2 separate regions of the Pan troglodytes genome follow, and region 1 is linked to region 2. A link is a contact called in public Hi-C data. All regions are on one chromosome and are shown on one strand. Each heading gives the region's core, a stretch centred on a gene start, on an enhancer-like site or on the middle of the called end of the contact. The rest is flanking DNA. Distances are from core to core; before and after follow the strand shown.

The links. Hi-C and Micro-C count contacts between places; a contact is called where the count stands out from the background.
Region 1: a contact with region 2 is called in a Hi-C map of stem cell-derived neural progenitor cells, with 4 times the contacts expected there. The contact joins the enhancer-like site here to the promoter of BCR in region 2. A contact is called at or near these places in 1 of 7 Hi-C or Micro-C datasets (stem cell-derived neural progenitor cells) and 1 of 1 datasets of contacts at active chromatin or transcription factors (stem cell-derived excitatory neurons).

What each region holds. Positions count from the first base shown.
Region 1 is chr23:25,459,982-25,462,971 of NHGRI_mPanTro3-v2.0_pri, forward strand. No RefSeq gene overlaps it. Among named protein-coding and RNA genes, the nearest start is that of IGLL1, 41 kb to the right of the region's middle. Within about 2 kb of position 1,535, at least 10 of the 24 cell types and tissues checked have an H3K27ac peak or open chromatin away from gene starts, as enhancers often do. A contact at or near this core is called in stem cell-derived excitatory neurons and stem cell-derived neural progenitor cells, where this site is marked.
Region 2 is chr23:25,196,923-25,199,872 of NHGRI_mPanTro3-v2.0_pri, forward strand. BCR (BCR activator of RhoGEF and GTPase) reads left to right here and starts at 1,691. Exons shown (of 23, transcript XM_016939532.4): 1 at 1,691-2,950. The coding sequence starts at 2,117.

The sequences.
Region 1 (2,990 bases), core at 285-2,784, 260 kb after region 2:
TGGGGTGACACAGAGACTGTGGTGGAAATGCACGGAGAGCAGGGGACATGACATAGCTGGGGGGAGAGGCCCTCGGAGAGAGGGATGACAGACAGGATGGAGGGGTCCCAGCCAGGAGCCAGTCCAGGTGGCAGAATCGGGAAAGCAGAGGCCTGAGGGAGAGAAAAGGAAAAGGAGAGAGGAGAGGGGAGGAGGAGGGAAGCTGAGTCCAGACCGCAGCAGGGGGCCCAGAGAGTGGGGCAGACAGAGGGTCTTGGATGGGATGAGGAGGACAAAGCCAGCACGTGGTGTGGGGCACAGGCAGCACCTTCTCCACCAGCCATCCTGAGTCAGCCCCACAGAAAAGCCCGGGGGTCAGGAGCAGGTGGGGAAGCAAAGCGGGGCGGGGGCTCCCTCACTCCCAGCCCCATCCTGACCTGGGGAGAGGACAGGCATGAGACCAGCCCCGGAAAGAGATGGTGGAGTCCCCCAAGGCTGCAAGTTTCTCACACTTAGCCCCAAACACCTTTTCTCTGCACCAGCTGGGGCTGTGTGACCTTGGGCAGAGGACGCTGCCTCTCTGGGTCTCTGAGCCCCGGGAAGGTATCAAGCCTGGTGCCTGCGTGAAGGCTCAGCGAGGTGAGACCTGGGTCCTGTTCAGGTGGGTCTGCTGGCAGCGCCCGAGGCGCTGGGCAGGTGCCTCCTTTATCACCAGGGAGAGTGAAATAGGGCCCGAGGTACGTAGTTGCTGTGACCTGAGCAGAGAGATGTGCAAACAGTAAAGTGCTGAGGACAACAGGTTGCTTATTTTAAGTGATATTCACAAAGATCAATTCAGGTTCATGCCAGATGGGGGAAGAGGGAGGGAGGTGCGTTGAGAAGAAATCTCTGAAGACCCAGGCTGGAGAGGCAGAGACAGCCTGGGGAAGGAGCAGGGCTGTGCTGGCCCCCTCCCAGGCCGCATGGAGGTCCCACCAGAGCCAGGCTGGACCCCTGGGAGTCCCAGAAAGCCATGAGCATCAGGGTGGGCCCTGCAGAAGGTTTGGCTTGGAGACGTGGGCTCCAGGAACCCCCTCAGCCCCAGAATCCCCTCACAATGCCCCCACCTGATTCCCCCCACCCTGTTGTCCAGGGGGAGGCTGCTGAGGGCAGAGAAAAATAGGGGATGGGGGAGAGAAGCTGGGGTCCCCACATTCCAACTGTGGGTTTTTTTCCATTCCCTAAAAGCAGGCAGAACGGTGTCAGGAGAGGAGAGAAAAAGGGGAGGGAGAAAAGGAAGAGGTGGAAAAAGGAAGGCAGGGAAGGAGAGGAACAAATGGAGAAGGATTGGAACCTTGAGAGAGGCTGCCCAAGGAAAGGGCTAAATGAGAAGAGAAGGGAGGGGAAGGCAGTGAGAGGCTCCCTGTCTTCCAGAGACAAAGGCCGAGGAGGAGGGAGAGGAGGGGGAGCAGGTGAGGGAGGCAGCGGCAGGAAGGGGAGGCCAGACAGCGGCAGGCCTAGACACAGAGCTGGGGCCCCAGACCCAGGCAGGCGAGAGACCAGCCCCCATCCAGCCGAGGCCCCAGCGGCGGAAGAGGGGAGTGCACTACAAACTTAAGAGGGAAAAGTCTGCCAGCTGCCCTTGGGGCTGCCATGGCAGAAAAAACCTCATCCAGGTGTCAGAGAGTAGCCTGCACACGAATGCACAGCAGTGAGCTAAAAATACTGGCTTGAGAGGGAAGAGAGCGAAGGAGGGAGGATGGGGAGGGAGGGTGCAGGAAAGAAGAGGAGGAGAGTTGGGGGGGAGTTGAGGAGCAGGACTGCAGGTCCAGGCTCAGGTAGCCTCAGTATTGCAGAGGCGCCGATACAGAGAGATGACTGCTTTGGGAGCTGCAAACCACTGGGCCCCGTGACCCCACTCATGGATAGGGGCAAGGTGGGGAGGAAAGAACTGGAGAGAGAAAAGGGGAGAGGGAGAGAGAACCTCAGAAACAGGGAGATCTCGAAAGCAGAGCTGTGAAGGGCAGGGCTGGGGAGGAGGGCTCGGAGATGAGGGAGGGAAGGTGGGAGGGAGAGGAGAGAGGGAGGGAAGGAGAGAAGGACGGAAAGAGGGAGATAAGGAGGGGGAGGGACAAGGGAGGGAAGGGCAGGAAGAGGGCAGGACAGGGAGGAGGAAGGGAGGGAGGAAGGGCAGGAGAAAGGGGGGTGGGGGAGGGGTGGAAAAGTGTCCCTGGGGCTCTGAGGCACAGACCACCAAGGGACTCAGCACCTAAGCTGGTCTCCTCCCACCCCTTGCCCCCTCCCACCCCCTTGCTCCACTACTGGATCCTGGGGAGTCTGGCAGGGGCTGTCAGGGTTGAGCAGTGGGCTCCCCTTCCAGGCCTGCTCCAGACAGCAGCCCCCACCCTCCCTTTGTTCAGCTCACTGGAAGGGTGGGCCTAGGCTGGGGCCTGGCTCCTTGGAGAAGACCCACCAGTGATCTAGCAGGGCCCAGAGCCAGGGCTGGGCCTGGACATTCCAAGTCAATTCAGGACTCAGAGCACCCCAGAGGGGAAGGGACCTGGGTTGTCCCCTGGAGTCACCAGCATCTGCGGCGAAACTCCCCCCGCCCCCACTGGTCTGCCCTGGATCCTAAGGGTAGAGGGACAGCGTGGCGGGAAGTAGCCCACTCCACCTGGGCAGGAACAAACCCACAGCCACCCGAGGAAGAGAGAATGCTGGCAGGATAGTCATGGAGCGGGGGCTCAGGAAGGCCTCTTTGAGGAGACAGTCTTAACACCTGAGAGCTGAGAAGAATTCAGCCTCACAAAACCCAGAGACGTGGCCCTCAAGAGGGAGATGGGGCTGGGAGACATGGTGGAGTGGCCAGGCTGGGAGTAGCTGCAGGGTTGGAGCCCGGGCCCAGCAGGTCTGGCAGGTCACCCCAGGGGTCTCCTGCTTGCTCCTGAGCCAGTGTCTGTGAGAGCTGGGTGGCAGGGCCAGCAGGAGGCTGAGGGACTCAGGGCCCGGGCATGTGGGAAGCGAGGGTGGCC
Region 2 (2,950 bases), core at 441-2,940:
CCCACAAGACTGGGTGGAAGACAGGACAGCTCAGAGCAGGGAGTGAAACAAAATGTTTGATGGTTCTCTAGGGAAGCCTGGAGATCTGAGACAGGGCAAAGAGCAGGGAGTCTGATGAGCACAAAATTAAAATACCCAAACCAGCCTGCCGGGTCAGGAGAAAAGGAAGCAGGATTGGGCACATGAAGAACAGATGACAAAACTGAGGCTCAGAGAGGCTGAGAGAGACACTGCTGAGGTCACACAGCCAGGAGTCAGCAGGAAGCCCTGAACCCAAGCAGGGCTGGCCTGGCTACTAGCCTGGGCTCAGTCCTTTAGATTGGACTTCAAAGCATCTGCTCCAGATGACGCTGGCATTGGGAGGAGGGCATGATAATCCCTAACATCCACACAGGGACAACAGCACTTGGAGGTGGATGTGCTTCTCACTTCAAGGAAACTGAGGCAGAGAGGGAGAGGTGGTCAGGACTCAAGCCCAGTAATTCATTTGCCAAATCCTGTTTCCTTTTCCCCCAACCCAGCGGGCTGGTTTGGGTATTTTCATTTTGTGCCCATCAGAGTCCCTGCAGAGTGCTCTCCACTGTGTCTCAGATCTCTGTGTCCCCAGAGAACCATCAAAGATTTTGTTTCACTCCCTGCTCTGGGCTGTTCTGTCTTCCACCCAGCCCTGCGGACCTCAGTGCAGGCTGGCGGCCCCCTTAGAGGGAGGCTAATCAGGGAAGTTCTGAGTCAGGTCGTCCTGGAAAAACTACATTGACCTCTGGAGCTCAAGAGAGGCCAGGGGACAAACACATGGCTCAGCACACAGGAAGGCAGGTGTGGGTATTGAGTGACCTGAGGGAGAAATCCCTATTTATCATCCATCATGTGGTCCTGCTGTGACAAACCCGTGTGGCAGCCACCCACAGCAGATCCACAACGTGAGAGGCCCGCTGAAACAAGGGTGCTGGCATTGGTTACTCAGCCTGGCCCTCCCTGCCTTGCGGGGTGACCTGCCTGGTCCTGGCCTCTCTGTGAGTTGGGCCCTGCTGGGTGGTCCCTAGTGTGCCCAGCCCTGAGGCTGGTGAGAGGCCGGGCTGTGAGGTGTGAGGAACTTACCTGCGTCTCCATGGAAGGTGCCCTCCGCATCGTTGGGCCAGATCTGCCTGGTCTTGCAGACGCCCACGATGGTGGCCTCTGACACGACGACTGGGCAGTGCCGGTGACGCTTATGGCACTGCGGCGTGGTAGGGGCAGAGAGGGGAGGTTGCTTCTGTCGGACGACTGCTGCGAGTTCTGCCAGAGAGAGCAGCTCTTGTCCCGGAACATGAGGTAGGTGGTGGGGCTTGGGGACACGCGGCTGGACTGGCCGGAGAAGTCCTCCTGGCCGGAGGGGAGCCAAGTGTTCCTGTTCCAGGACTGCAGAACTGGCCCAGACCTCTGTATTGGAAAGGTCTTTATGGACCAGGGAGTCCGGTGTCCTTTCTATGGGGAACCCCTGGGCTGCGAGTTGCACAGTCCAATTCGCTGTTGTTAGGGCCTCAGTTTCCCAAAAGGCACAGGGACGGGGGGAGGGTGGCGGCTCGATGGGGGAGCCGCCTCCGGGGGGGCCCCCCCGCCCTGTGCCCACGGCGCGGCCCCTTTAAGAGGCCCGCCTGGCTCCGTCATCCGCGCCGCGGCCACCGCCCCCCGGCCCTCCCCTTCCTGCGGCGCAGAGTGCGGGCCGGGCGGGAATGCGGCGAGAGCCGGCTGGCTGAGCTTAGCGTCCGAGGAGGCGGCGGCGGCGGCAGCGGCGGCGGCGGGGCTGTGGGGCGGTGCGGGAGCGAGAGGCGAGGAGCGCGCGGGCCGTGGCCAGAGTCTGGCGGCGGCCTGGCGGAGCGGAGAGCAGCGCCCGCGCCTCGCTGTGCGGAGGAGCCCCGCACACAATAGCGGCGCGCGCAGCCCGCGCCCTTCCCCCCCGCGCGCCCCGCCCCGCCTCACCTGCCACCAGGGAGTGGGCGGGCATTGTTCGCCGCCGCCGCCGCGCGGGGCCATGGGGGCCGCCCGGCGCCCGGGGCCGGGCCTGGCGAGGCCGCCGCGCCGCCGCTGAGACGGGCCCCGCGCGCAGCCCGGCGGCGCAGGTGAGGCCGGCCGCGCCATGGTGGACCCGGTGGGCTTCGCGGAGGCGTGGAAGGCGCAGTTCCCGGACTCAGAGCCGCCGCGCATGGAGCTGCGCTCAGTGGGCGACATCGAGCAGGAGCTGGAGCGCTGCAAGGCCTCCATTCGGCGCCTGGAGCAGGAGGTGAACCAGGAGCGCTTCCGCATGATCTACCTGCAGACGTTGCTGGCCAAGGAAAAGAAGAGCTATGACCGGCAGCGATGGGGCTTCCGGCGCGCGGCGCAGGCCCCCGACGGCGCCTCCGAGCCCCGAGGGTCCGCGTCGCGCCCGCAGCCAGCGCCCGCCGACGGAGCCGACCCGCCGCCCGCCGAGGAGCCCGAGGCCCGGCCCGACGGCGAGGGTTCTCCGGGTAAGGCCAGGCCCGGGACCGCCCGCAGGCCCGGGGCAGCCGCGTCGGGGGAACGGGACGACCGGGGACCCCCCGCCAGCGTGGCGGCGCTCAGGTCCAACTTCGAGCGGATCCGCAAGGGCCATGGCCAGCCCGGGGCGGACGCCGAGAAGCCCTTCTACGTGAACGTCGAGTTTCACCACGAGCGCGGCCTGGTGAAGGTCAACGACAAAGAGGTGTCGGACCGCATCAGCTCTCTGGGCAGCCAGGCCATGCAGATGGAGCGCAAAAAGTCCCAGCACGGCGCGGGCTCGAGCGTGGGGGATGCATCCAGGCCCCCTTACCGGGGACGCACCTCGGAGAGCAGCTGCGGCGTCGACGGCGACTACGAGGACGCCGAGTTGAACCCCCGCTTCCTGAAGGACAACCTGATCGACGCCAATGGCGGTAGCAGGCCCCCTTGGCCGCCCCTGGAGTACCAGCCC